Linked DNA regions of Rattus norvegicus: region 2 is linked to region 1. A link is a contact called in public Hi-C data. All regions are on one chromosome and are shown on one strand. Each heading gives the region's core, a stretch centred on a gene start, on an enhancer-like site or on the middle of the called end of the contact. The rest is flanking DNA. Distances are from core to core; before and after follow the strand shown. Region 1 overlaps Ptgfrn (prostaglandin F2 receptor inhibitor). Region 2 has its middle 6.1 kb from the start of Cd2.

What was found. A called contact is a pair of places that touch in the nucleus more often than the background predicts.
Region 2: a Hi-C map of the Rat2 cell line shows a contact between it and region 1, with 3 times the contacts expected there. The contact joins two enhancer-like sites. A contact is called at or near these places in 2 of 12 Hi-C or Micro-C datasets (the A7r5 cell line and the Rat2 cell line).

What each region holds. Positions count from the first base shown.
Region 1 is chr2:191,163,129-191,169,744 of GRCr8, forward strand. It overlaps Ptgfrn (prostaglandin F2 receptor inhibitor), which reads right to left. Exons shown (of 9, transcript NM_019243.2): 8 at 628-933. Among named protein-coding and RNA genes, the nearest start is that of Cd101, 18 kb to the left of the region's middle. Within about 2 kb of position 3,138, at least 27 of the 93 cell types and tissues checked have an H3K27ac peak or open chromatin away from gene starts, as enhancers often do.
Region 2 is chr2:191,415,157-191,422,386 of GRCr8, forward strand. No RefSeq gene overlaps it. Among named protein-coding and RNA genes, the nearest start is that of Cd2, 6.1 kb to the left of the region's middle. Within about 2 kb of position 5,320, at least 18 of the 93 cell types and tissues checked have an H3K27ac peak or open chromatin away from gene starts, as enhancers often do.

The DNA of each region.
Region 1 (6,616 bases), core at 1,888-4,387:
CTCTTACAGGGCAGACACGTTTCTTGAGACTAGAGGGACAAATGCCTAGCTCAGGGAGGCTTGGGGGCCTGTGGGGTAGAGGTCTGATTGGTTAGGTTGGTCTGGGTGGGGTGGGTTTGGTATGGGTCAGTAGAGACATTCTCCTATTGTAGGGTTCCAAGAGTTCCCCACTCTGCTAGAGGCTCCGAGGAAACCTTCCTTCTCCAAGTAAAACAATAGATGCTGAGAGGTAGATCGGGAATTCAAGGCCAGCCTTGGGCTAGACAGTGAATTTGAAGCAAGTCTGGGACTTATGAGACTGCATCTCAAAAACAATGAAACAGCAGGTGGGCAAGAACTGTCTTTAACCCACAGTCTCACCTGGAGACTTCTCTGCCCCCACATAGCAGAAGCCATGCCCACCTTAGGATGTGGGGAAGTGGGTTTCCAGAGTCACAGAGGAGCTGAGCTTCCTAAAAGTCCTTCCTCAGTGGTGTCAGGACTGCAAAGCTAGCAACTTGCAAAACTGCTTTGGCCCAAGTCAGCAGACCCTTGAGAAAAACCAAGCTGGACCAAGCTCTAGAAGCCTGGATTCTATGTGCTGCAACACAAGGGAAGACATTCTAGATACCCAGAGCGGGAGCTCACCATCCATCTTCACAGTTATAAAGATGGGCCTGGAGTGGATCTCGGCTTCCCTCTGCCAGGAACCAGTTGGTGACCTCACCCAGGGAGTCACAGAACAATAGTAGTTGCCAAAGTCCTGGTCCTCAGAGCCATGCACTTGCAGCAAAAATTCCAGCACGCTCACTCGCTCCAGGCTGACGGTACTCTTCCAGTCCCTCTGGCCTGTAGTCACGACTCCCTTCCGGTCCAAGGAGGATAGGAGGATGGGAGCCTTGTCCAAGCCAAAAGAGTGTACTGCAAACCAGGATACATCGAAGGCCATGTCATCTGTGGATTACCAAGCCAGAGTGCTGAGGTCAGAGTGCGAGCAGAAGTGATGCACACAGGCCTTTGTCTGTAGCCCTGATTCCTGGCCAGGTCTGTTCTATATGAACCTCCAGGCAGCCTGTGATGATACACTGTCACAGCCACCCCTGTGGCAAGGTCACACGGCCACAGAGAGTAGTGTGTGCAGCTAATGACCAACCCCACCCTAAGGAACTGCGGGAAGAGGATTTGGGGCCACACAGCCCTGTGTGTGAAGCCTGGTGTGCAGAGTCCCCAGGCATTTCAAGCAGAAGAACCAGAGACCGCACATAAAATAAACTGTGTCAGATTTAAAGTTGCAGACAGTTTGGATTTCATTGTTCACTGCGGTTTGTGCTGTTTTGTTTTTGTCTTCCCCCTTGCAGAAGTATTTAAGTTCAAGACAAGAGGGAAAAGAAAACCAAGCTGAGAAAATTGAACACAGTTAATAGTCCCAGAGAGTAAAGCTAGTGGATCAGGAAGGACTCTGTGAAACTGAGGTTCTAACAGCCTGGAATAAATTAAGATGGGCTGAAGAGAAAGAGGCTGGTACAGGATTAATCTGCACAGTGTGGAAACTGAGGCCCTTTAACCCCGCTCTCACTGTACCAACCCAACGCAGCTGCTGAGCTACCAGACTCATCCAGAAGGCATGTGGGGACTGAGGATCAGAAACACAGTTGCATCTGAAACCTGCTTGACTAAATTCCTTTTTCTAAAAAACACACAACCACTGAGGACTGAACCAAGGGCCGTGCTGGACAAGTGATCTATTGGTAAGCTACGACCCTGGCTCCGGACTTTTTATACGTGTCAGTTTTTGCTAGACAACAACAACAACAACAACAAAATAATAGCCATTCATTCAATGAAAGTACATCAGTAACTTTGGAAATACTTTATAAGGCAAACAGAGGTTGTTCAGACCCACGTAACACCGAAGGGAGGTCAACTAAAAGTGGGCATTTCCAAACAGGTCCAAATGCTAATTCCACTATGAAGGCAGATCATCTCTCTCCTCAGCCGCCCCTGGTGGCACCTCAGCGTAACAGTTCTCATCACGTAAGTCTGAGACCAGCTTGGTGGGAGTGGAGGAAGTGCTGTGCACTGTCTGAATCCCCCTCAGCAACAGGGCAGAGTACGTTCTGCTACCCAGGAGAACGCTGCTGTCACGTGTGAGTCTAGAGTGGCAGCTAATGACAAAGCATAGAGGTGTTCCCATTTCGTCATTCTTCACTGTGCATCATGGGATGCTAAGGTGGGCTAGCCTGGGCCAGAATCCTGGTACCTATTGGCCACATGACCTGAACAAGCCATGTTAGATTATTACACGATGCATTTAATAGGGCTCTGGAGAGACAGCTCAGTGGTTCAAAGTATTTACTGCTCTTTCCGAAAACCTGGGTTCAGTTCTCAGCACCCACGTCAGGTAGCTCACAACTACGTGTAACTCCACTTCTAAGGGATCTGACATCCTCTTCTGGCCTCCACAGACAGACACGTGCGTACACACACTCGCTGTGCACAGACACACAGACAAACACACATACACTTTAAAAACATTTTAAAAAACAATCCAACTAACAGCATGGGCGAATACTGCCAAGAGCCATGCCTGGACCATGTGTTTCTGTGTGTGGCCCCTGGAAGCGTGGCCCAGAAACAGGCAGGCAGGTCTTGTTCTCTGTGAATGGGCAGTGCTAATAATAACCAGAGACGGTGGACCCTGCAGGCCTCACCAGCCTCTGGGAGTAAACCACTGGGTAGCTCCATGTGTCCCACAAAGGACCCAGTAGGAACGAGTGATAATAAGGTGCCTGCCCTCATCTCCACACATGGCTGGACTGGTGGCTGCTGCTAGAGGGAAGGGTAGAGTACTTGTTGTCAAGGATGTGGGTCCCTCCTGTGGACAGCTGCTGTGCTGAGCTACCCCATCTCACCACATACACTGGCTAGGTCCTAGACGCTGCTGTCCTCCGACTGCACCATCTCCAGAACACGGAAGCCACCTCACCTGGGAGAAATGCCTCACAGAGGCTATGAAACACCCTAATTCTCAGCCACTCTGCCTCTGGGCCCAGCTCCTCAGCTACCCTCAGCTCCAAGTATGGCGGTTGAGCCCCATTCCTTTGCACCCCACAGCATGCTCTGGAGACACCCCCCTTTCCCCTTGATGACTCACACTGCCTCTGCTCTGCCTCAGAGCCTGACCATGGTGCCACCCACGCTTGGCTGCTCCCACCCTGCTGTGATACAACAGTGCCTTGGCTCTCAGCCTGCTTATGCAACTTTCCCGCCGAGAATTCCCTCTCAGAGCCATAGGATGAATGGAAAAAGAAAAAAGAAAGAAAGAAATTACAATTTGTGTTTAATTATTCAGAATCTTCCACCCACACAGAGCAAGAGTGCAAAGTTCTGGAAAATTGTGATTTGCAAGATACCAGCTACCTATAGCTTTTGCAATTACATTGGAGAAAAGAGGTTTACATGAAAGGCACAACTGGTGGCTTATTAATTTGCTGAGAAAGAGCATTTGGAGGGTTTATGTGTATATCATAAGTGAGTTTTAAAACAGCACTGTGCTGTGCAAACGTTTAAGGAGTTTTTGCTTGCCTTTCCCTGGCAGTCTTTTCCACCTTTACCTTCATTTCCACATTCAAGGGAGCTCTGTGCCTCCCTGCTTTGCTGCAGCAGTGGTTGCTTTCTTCAGAGCCCGACTTCTCATGCCTTACCACAATAAACAAGCAAGGCAGTCCTGGGTGTGTGTGTGTGTGTGTGTGTGTGTGTGTGTGTGTGTGTGTGTGTGTGTGTGTGTGTGTGTGTATGAAGGGGCTGCCTTTCTTTCCTCTACTTAGATCTTCCACAGACTCCCTTCTCCTACCTATTAAATGTGCCCACATTTGAGAGCACAGTTCGCATCATCAGAATACCATGCTTGTAGGTCAAATGGAGACCACTCTGCTCTGATGAACAGATGTTCCCTCGTCCTTGGCTGCCGAGTTTGACTACTTGGTGGGTCTTCTTTCTTCCACCCTTTTCCACCCTTCTCCCACTCCTTCAACACCCTAACACTAGGTAAGAGAGAAAAAAGAATAGAGGGGGAAAGGGGAGTCGTTATTGTTAAAACTATTTCCTGATAACTAGGGTGTTGAGTTCCTTGGGGCAAGACTGATCTTCACCAACAGGACATCTAATTTCTTCCTCTTTGTGTATGACTACTTAACAAACAGCAGCCAACCACAGCCCACCACCTCTCTCGGGCTCTAGTGTCTATACCCTCTGAAGAGTGCCCAGAGTTCCACACACTCACAGAAACTATCTGCAGCTGGCAAAACCATACCTCTGCTAGAGCATGAGGCAAATTCAGTTGGCTGCTGTGGACCATCTGAAGCACCCCCATATCCCACTCCTGCGATTAAAACTAAACATATTCTTAAAATATTTCTGCTTTTTTTAAAAGATTTATTTATTTATTATATATAAGTATACTGTAGCTGTCTTCAGACACCAGAAGAGGGCATCAGATCCCATTACAGATGGTTGTGAGCCACCATGTGGTTGCTGGGACTTGAACTCAGGACCTCTGAAAGAGTTGTCAGTGCTCTTAACCACTGAGCCATCTCTCCAGCCCATATTTCTGTGTTTTTTAAAGAAACCAAAAATCTTCCTACACCCATCCATACTTATTGATTCTTACTGTCACCCACTGCTGCTTTCCTGTGTTTGAGGTAGAGCTGAGCTGCCAAGACCTGGCCCACAAAGACCAAACTTCTTCCCACTGGGTCCTTCATGGGAAGAGCTTGTAGCCACATGATCCTTTGAACAGAGTCCTAAAAGATCCACTCTGATGGTAATGGCTACCCAGTAGTTTACTTCCAGATGCTGGTGAGGCCTGCAGGGTCCACCACCTCTGGTTATTAGCACTGCCCTTTCACACAGAACAAAACCTGCCTGCCTGTTTCCAGGGCCATGCTTCCAGAAGTCCACATATAGAAACGCATGAAAACTCACAGAATTCAGTGGCTTTGTGCATGACTTTGCTAGGAATGGGGTGGGGTTGGGCAGTGTCAGGGTCACAGTGGGTGGAAGGGAGAAGGGCAGGCCTCGGCAAGCTAAGACTCTTCGCAGAATCTCTGGGGAAAGGCGAAGGTGGGTATAGTCTTGCTGAGCAACAGGGACAACACCCAAATGCCTTTAATGCTCCTTTAAGATCAGAGGAGTCAGAGAGGGGTGTCATCAGGTTACTGAATGCACCAAGCAGAAAATGCATGCGGGATGGGCCCAGGATTCTGAGGCATCTGTTGGCAAGGTTAATCTTTTCTGTAAAGAGAAGATTTTTAGAACTGGGGACACAGCTTGGGACAGGCCTAGCATGCACAAGTTTCCATCTTTAGGACAACAGATATCCTAAAAGTGATAGATGATGTCACTGTTCCTCTGCTCTGTATTGCGTCACAGGTACAAGCTCTCAGGGGCAGACCTTGAACATGTCCACTGTCCTATTCCCAGCATCTACAGCTGCTCTTGGGTTCTGAAGGAGCTGAGTGAATGACATGTAGCAGGAGGAGGAGTCTGTGAGTGGGTTTTTAACCAGGCCACAGCAAGCCAGGAAGAGATCTACTGATTGTCCTGAAAAGAGTTTCAAATCTCACAATACATACACAGCCTCACAGAGCCAAGCCAGCAACCAATCAGGAAGAGTGGTGTGCTGGCCAGTCTTTTGTGGACTTTCAAATAAGCTACAGTTATTTGAAAGGAGGGAACCTCAACTGAGGAAATGCCTCCAGGAGATCAGGCTATAAGTCATCTCCTTAATTAGTGATCAATGGGAGAGGGCCCAGCCCCTTGTGGCTGTTGTCATCCCTGTGTGAGAGAACTTAGGATGGATCCTACAAGAAAGCAGGCTGAGCAAGCCATGGGGAACAAGTCAGTAGGCAGCACGCCTCTGTTGTGGTAAATATAAAAACATTCTACCATCCCTCGCTAGTGCTGGCTCTGGTGGGCCACATGGCATCTGTGGGGTATTTTCATCTCAATCAGCAAAGCACCTCAACCTGACTCGCCAAGCTCCCAAACTCCATCCCACACTGCTGCCAGCTACTCTCTGAGCCCGACAGCAGCTGCCCTCTTCCAACTCTATCACCTTGTGTTGCTGTAAAAGTATAAAACAAACAAACAAAAATACCCCCAAAAAACAAACAAAAAAGACCCCCCAAAACACTGTCTTTTATCCCGCACTGGGTCTGGCACCGCAGTGCTCCAAGATATCTGGTAGATATCTTCATCTCAGTCAGCAAAGCGTATCACCCGCTGTGCTCTATCCCATCTCACGCTGCCCATGGCCTCTCTCTGAGCCTGGCAACAATCTCTCTACCCGTCTTGTTCCCAAGGCGGGCTGCCGCCATGCCAGTTCCACAGAGTCTGCCTATACTGTGGCTCTCTTGCTGAGAACTCTGTTGACATTCCCTCCATCCCCTGTGGTTACAGTCACAACTCCCAGTAACGCATTAAAATCAAAACTCAATAAGCTTGTAATCTAGCAATCAGATTTACATCTTAACTTCTCAATCCACAAAATGTCCACATAATAAATTCACAACCAATTGATAATGATATAAACTGCCCACCTGGATGGGACAAACTGTCCTATAAAAATCCATCCCAT
Region 2 (7,230 bases), core at 4,070-6,569, 250 kb after region 1:
AAAAAAAAAAAAAAAAAAAAAAAAAAAAAAAGGTAGCCACTAATAAGGAGACATCCATCTTAACAAAGATGCAGAATTCATTTAGAAAGTGAAAGTAAAGCTATTGTTACAGTGGAGAGAGAGAGAGAGGGGGGGGGGCTCAGTGACATAGAGGAGCGGCTCAATAGTTAAGAGCTCTGGCTGCTCTTCCAAAGGTCCTGGGTTTGATTCCCTACATGTCAACATAACCTGTAACTCCAGTTCCAGGTAATCCAAGACTCGAACAGGTATTGCACATGGTCACAGACATGTAGGGAAAACACCTATACACATAAAATAAAAGGGCAAAGCTTGAAGGGGCTCAGCCTGGGCAAAGAAGAGTTCAGTCACAAGCCATTGGCATATTTGTTTTTATTATTTTATCGGGTTCCTATATTTCTACCTCTCTTCCAACCCCACCCTGATACTAGGTAGGAGAGAAAGGTTAGAGGGAAAGGGGGGGTCATAGATCTCTTTAGACTATTTCCTGCTGACTAGCGGGGTTGAACTTCTTGGGACTGGTCCAACTTCATTGTCCTAAGGACAGCTCCAGCTTCTTCTTGTCTCTTTTGCTCGCAACCAGTTGACAAACCTCAAAAACAGCAACCAGGAGCAGTCTCCTCCTCCTCCCTCTCTTCCTTCTCCTTGGCTTCGCCTCCTCTTCCTCCTCCATTGTATCTTTTGTCCCTCCCGGGGTTCTGGCATTTATTCCCTCTCCAGAGTCCCCAGAATTAAACAATCTGCAGCTGGCAAAAATCACTCCCCTGCTAGAGCACGAGACAGACATTCACAGTTACTGACTGTGGACACTCTGAAGCAGCCCCGTATCCCACACCTGGGACGAAAACCAAAAAGTCTTCCCTTAACATCACTGGATTTTTTAAAGAGACCAATGTTCTCACCACAACAAGCCACCCAGCGGGCAGGGTAGAACTTGGCCACATCTACTACTTTTGAGTCAGCAAAGGGAAGGCAGGGTTAGGGCTCTGAGATGCGGACAGCCAGGCCCAAGGTAACCAAGACTGTACTTTAGTGTGAGGAGAGGAAGGGGTGTTTGCAGACTAAGGTCAGTCCATAGGAGTTCAGAGTTCTGAGACCTCCTCTCCTGCCTTCCTAGTAGAGGAAAAGGAAACATCTTTCGCACATAGATATTTCCTTTATACACGCCAATTTCCCTTTCAAAGGAAGCCTTGAACCCTATTTTCGGAACTTTCTTTGTCTCTGCTCATCCTCAACAGCATTCATCATAAAATGGTCTGCATCCCAAAAAGGCTCGATTTGGGGTGTCATATTTTGGCACCCTTTATGACAAAAAACACGAGCTCATTTTATTTCATCAAAAGGTATGGGGGTACCCTCAGAGAGGAGTCTCTGTGTTAGGGGACAGTGGCTGCTGTTCTGCTGAGGCTGCTGTCCTGATACTCTTACCCTGACACGCATTGCTTTTGATTGATTGAGTCTTTATCCTAAGTGTGGCCCCTGCCCCTTCTTACACCACAAGGTAGCAGCCTCTGCCTTTGGCTGTCTGGGTTTCCAGGGCACAGCTGGTGGATACTCCCTCCCGCTTCTCCTTACACGTGCCCTACGGTCCAAGGCTGATCTCCTGATCTCTCTCCACTCCTTCTTTTTCCAGCTCAAACAAAGGCTCCTGGGAGGTAGACTAACAGGAAGGGAATATGAAGTGGAGGAAGAGGAAGAACGGGCCCCCAGAGGTCTTGGCTGAGTTCCCTGGAGTACTGGGGCGTCCAACACTACTTCCTTTACTGTGAGACCAGGGAGAGCCAGGCAAGGCTCAGGTCAAGTTGACATGGTGACCGAAACAATGTTTCTAAATTCATCTCCTACTGGATGGCTTGAGTTGTGGGATTTTAGAGGAAGGCAAAAGAGAATCTGGTCTTCACTTGGCCACTCAGTTGAGGGTTCTAAATCCAGGGAGCTTCTGGATTGCATCTGCCCTGTTGGGTCAGGCCATTGTCTGGTTTTCAGCCCCTGGAGGCTGGACTCTAAACTCTGGGAACTTAGCCCTCCTGTCCTAAGACTACCACTGAGTCCTATTTGCCTGAGTCCTGTTTAACCAGGCTTCCTAAGAGGGGCTCCTGTCTCTGCCTCTAGCCAAGCCCTGGTCACACTTTCACACTCAGGCAAAAATCCAAACCAGGTGCCAAGCAATAGCATTGTTTACTAACAACTTACATTCACCATGGCTTCGGTGCTTATCAGCCCGAGAAGCTACGCTGCCTGCCTGCTTGTGGCCAGGTTTTTGTTGATGTTCAGCTTGGTCGTATCTGGCTGGCCCCATCTGTCAGCAGCCACAGCTGCATCCCATTCATGGGGACTGTTGTTGCCAGGCAACGTGTTTGGGTGTGCTTGGCCAGCAGCCTATGTCCTGTGACAGGTGATGAGCTCTTTCTCCGTGGACCACCTCCTGCCTGCAGACCTGCCCTCCATTAGCTTACTTCCCTGAGGGAAAACAATGGAGCTTCCTTTTCCTCTTACGGCTGCCACCCATAGGTTACTTCAGGTTCCAAGGCTAGAATCACCAAACCTGGAAGTCCCCTCAGGGTAAAATGTCTCTTCAAGAAGGACAAACTTGTCTGTCATCAGCAGTCAGTCATGTGATGGGGGAAAACACTCCCTCCACTCCCCATCATACAATAGATGTGTGACTCCAGGCACTGGTGTGTGTGTCCTCAGTTCCTCCAGCTCACTGTGAGGGTCAGATGAGGGGATATGTCCCACAGTGTCTGGGCCCTAAGACAGCATTGATGTCTGTCAGCCTTGCTTTCCCCTTGCCTCTGTGTTCCTGGTGGAGAGGCCTACAATAGCCCCTTTGTATAGGTGATCCATCCCACAACCACCACCCCCCCCCCCGTTGGATCTGGGGACTGCTGACTCTGCATACACCTTAATTAATTTTTGGTAATCAAGTTTTGTTTATAAATTGGGTACCTTAGAAGATTAATAAGAACTAATTCCAAATTTGAGCAACTGTGGCAATAAGCTATGAGAACAGTCATGGAAAAGATATAAATTCATTAATTCTGGAAGTTTCCATGTAATGTTTTTGAACTGTGTTGGATCTCGGGTAACTGAAACTGTGAAGAGGGAAACCCCAGATAAACAGGAATAGAACGTGCTGTGTTTAAGAGAGTGGAAATGGGGGAGACTGAGATTGTCACCCTGAGGGTAGGCCAGGAAAGCTCAAGGCCAAGGCTCAGCCATCTGACACGAGGAACAGCAAGAAGTAGGAAAGTCTGGGCTGCAGATGCAGCTAACTGATGCAGCCTCTGCCTGGCTGTTGGGAACCCTGGGATGCGTCCTAGCTCCTCAAGTAAACCAAGAAACTTTAAAGACTGTGTGACTTTCTTTGCATCTTGTTTCTGCTTTGCAACCCTCCTCCTGGTGATGTCTCGGAATTGCTCAGCTGTAAGACCAGCAGAGGCTGTGGGTTTGTGATCCGAAAGCCCAAGACATGCATGACGCAGAGACACAGGGTGTTTCTCAACAGCTAACTTGGGAGCGGCTCATGGAGGAGGTGCTACTGCTGTCTGGGTAGAGGGAAGTAGGCTGAGGCTTCTTCCTGAAAGGAAGGGGATGCTGACCCCAGCTAGCCAAGGTGACCACAGTGACCAGAATGCTGGAAGTCTGTGCAGACCTCCAGTGAACAGCAGGAGTCCAAAACGCTGACTGCAGGAACAACTGAACAGAATGGCTTCTGGAAACAATGGCATGACGGGATCGAAGTTAGAAGACGCAGGCTCAATGGATGGATTTTCACGTTTCTACTGCTCTCTCACTATCATGAAGGCAACCTCTCTGTGCCTCTGTTCCCTCATAATGAAAGTGCTGAGGTGAGAGAAGGAGGAAACGATCCTGCCTGCTCTATTCGTCTCTGAAGTTTACGGCAATGACTAGGTGAGGTCACCAGCGAAAATACTTACTCTACAGCAGGAGAGGCGCACTTGTGATCCAGCACCCAGAGAGTTGAGTTGCAAGGTACACAGAGAGACCCTGTCTCAAAAGCAAACATCAGAATGCTGCATGCTTATATGTGATTCTCAAAGAACTAATAGAAGTATTAAATTAAAAATGAAACAAAACGATTTTAAAAAGACAATGACAGTAACAACAACAACAATCACCAGAAATCGCCAAACAATATAGTGAAGTTAAGGAGAAGAATGAAAACAAATGCTTCACCCAGAGGCCTGCCGGATGCGCGGCCCACCCGCAGCACAGCCAGCCGCTCACTGTATGCATGTCTGATGCAGTCACTGTGAAGAGAGGCTGAACTGGAGATGAGGATGGGAAGGGATAGCCTGATGTAAGTAGCCCGTCCAACCATCTGAGATCATGGTGAAGTCTGGGCCAGTGCTGCCTCTGAGGGCCATGTCTTGGTCTGTGGCCATGCAGTAGCAGGGGTCTGTGATGATGTTGGTGGTTGGTGGTTCACATTAGCACCAAAGGCCTGTGGACGTCCACGGTCTGGGTTCCTGCTTGAGCCCATGTTGATGTCTAAGGGCTGTGCAGAGCTGGTAGATCCTGTACCTTACCTGGTCAGCACAATAGAACTGGCCCTGGTGTGTGTGTGTGTGTGTGTGTGTGTGTGTGTCCCTGCTGGTGAGCCATCCCCCTCGGTGTGAGCGCTGGAGAGCTGGCACCACCCCTCACCAGCCCTGTGGCCTTGGGTGAGTTAGCCTAGCGCGGCAGTGCTGGAGAGCTGGTGGGCTGACAGCTCAGCTGCCACCCAGGCCCACATTCAGGACTTTGAGTTGGCCTACTCCAAAATCTACCTCATCTACGGACTGCTGAGGCGTGGGAAAGGTCAGTCCTGTAGATCCAAAGCTTCAGGAGCTCCATGACACAGGACAACAACAGGATGTCCAAGAGGAGTCCTGGTGAGGATCCAGTATTGATGGTGTAGCAGAAGCCAGAGGCCTGGAACCAGACTAGTGACTCACACAATGAACATTTGCAAGTAAAGCAGATTGGGAAATGGTGTACATTGTGTGACAAATACTCTGTGATGAACTACGGCTTCCACAACCAGATGGGGATTTTTTGGTGTGGTTGGATTTTGTTGTTGGTTTTTTCTTTTTTTTTATTTATTTTATTTTGGAGAGAGGAGATGAGTGGGATTGAGGGCCGAGATGTGACATTCACAAAAAAATCAATAAAGTTTAAAAAAAAAAAAAAGAGCGAAAACCACCAAGGATCAGCGGGTCAGTCACTCGGGAGGGAAGCGGCTAGGTTTGGCTCAGCTCGGCAGTGGCCTGATTCCACAGCAGGAGAGAAGGCAGTGCGCTGTGCACAAACATCCAACAACCACAATCCTGGCTCGCAGCTTTCAGGACCGCTTTGTTGCAAAAGACCTTCAGGCTAAGCCCCTGTCTCCTGCTGCCACCCTCTGGCAACAACCTGAATTGCACCCCTGCTAATTTCCTTGCCTGGAGTTAAAACACTCAAACTTGAGTTTGAATTGTGGTTTTCAGTCTACTTTCCTCACCCTTCACAAAGCGTGTTTTTGCTGGCTATGGTGGCACATGCATAACCCCAGCATTTTCAGGCTGAAACAAGAGGATGACTACTGTGGGGGATATCCTGGGCTACACAGCAAGACAAGACCCTGTCTTAAAAAAAAATCTGATCTGATCACTGGCAGGATATCATCATCTCTGTACTCGGGAGAAGGAAATAGGAGGATCAAGAATTGGAGGCCATCTTGGCTAGACAGTTTTGCAGATAAAGAAGACAGCTTGGAAATGCTAAGGCCAGTCCTGGCTTTGCTTTCTGCTTCTGAGATCTATGTCTCTGGGGTGTGTGCATTTATCCTACTTCTCTTCACACTAATTCTCCAAATCAACAGACTCCAACCACCTGATATGTCCCCCAACCCCTGCGTTCCATCCCACAAACCCCTCACACCCACCTGTACCTACCCCGGCTGCTACACGAAAGGCAGAGTGGCAGAGACAGCAGGGCACACATCCTCCTGCTTTCCAGGCTGAGGAGAGAGGTGAGACAGGCACCTGGGACCTGGTGTCTGTGAGGAGTGTGAGCAGTGGATCTGGACAGAGACAAAACTGAAGCTGAGAGAGCTGTGCCTGAGCCAGCACCGGGCGTCCTAGGCAAAGGAGCCAGGTGGAAGAGAGGGACACATGCTCCTGTCATGGAAGAGGCAGGCAAGCTGGAGAGGGAGGCTGAAAGGGCCCGAGAAATCATGTGCCCCTTTCCAAAGGCACTGAGAGGACGTCATTGTTTAGATATTTCACCGGGGCATTTGGCAAGCATTTTTAGAGCGAAGCACACCATTGTGTTGTAGGTAACAGTGATTGTGGCGTGGTGTTCTTTTATTTTTGCAGTGAGTATTTACTGACCACCTAGTACTCTTGTGCCTGACTTTTCTAGACCCCTCGCCCCCAGGAAGTAGCCCTGCCTATATCTGCATTCACAGTGGGGGCTTTAAATAAGCAACATGAACTAGCATAGAATTTAGTGACGGGCCTTCAGGAGAAGAGTAAGGCAGGAGACCACGTTGGGTGTATCTTCAGACCAAAGAAGAATCCAATGTTGCCGAGAAGTACAGGTAGAGTGGAAGGAGGGGTCAGAAAGCAACTGCCTAGGTGGAAGGGGAGGGCTCACGGAAGGCCTTGTTCTTGACAGGGGCAACTCAGAGGGGGTTACTGTAAAGTCCAGTCTTTTTCTATAAGGGTTTATCGATGAAAAGAAAGCTCAGCTCATGGAGACCTAACAGTTGTGGGAAATTCAGGGGTCAAGGACTGAGAAACGTGGCTTTAAGAAGACACACTGATCACACTTTGAGTGTGCTCTGGCCACCACACCTGACGCAGCCACACCAGGACACTTCTGGAGTCCTGGCTTTCAGTGTCCTGCTGGGAGAGGCACTAGGTGCCTGGGCTGCTGTGGATGGCTGGATGTTGAACATGGAAGATGGTGGCTTCACTGATGTGCCTGATGCCTGCCCTTGGAAGCTTGATTGGCATATCCCACAAGGCCTCTGTCTGGATGGCAGCTCCCCACAAGGTGGGGCTTTCCCCTCAGAAAAAATGTCTAGAACACAGCCAGCCACCTAAGGGAAGCAGCTGAGGTGCCTGGCTTTTTGTGACTTAGTCTCTAGAGGCCACACCATCCCTTCTACTTCCCCAGCATTCTGCAGAGTTACCGAGTATAAGTCGGAGAAGAGAGGGATTG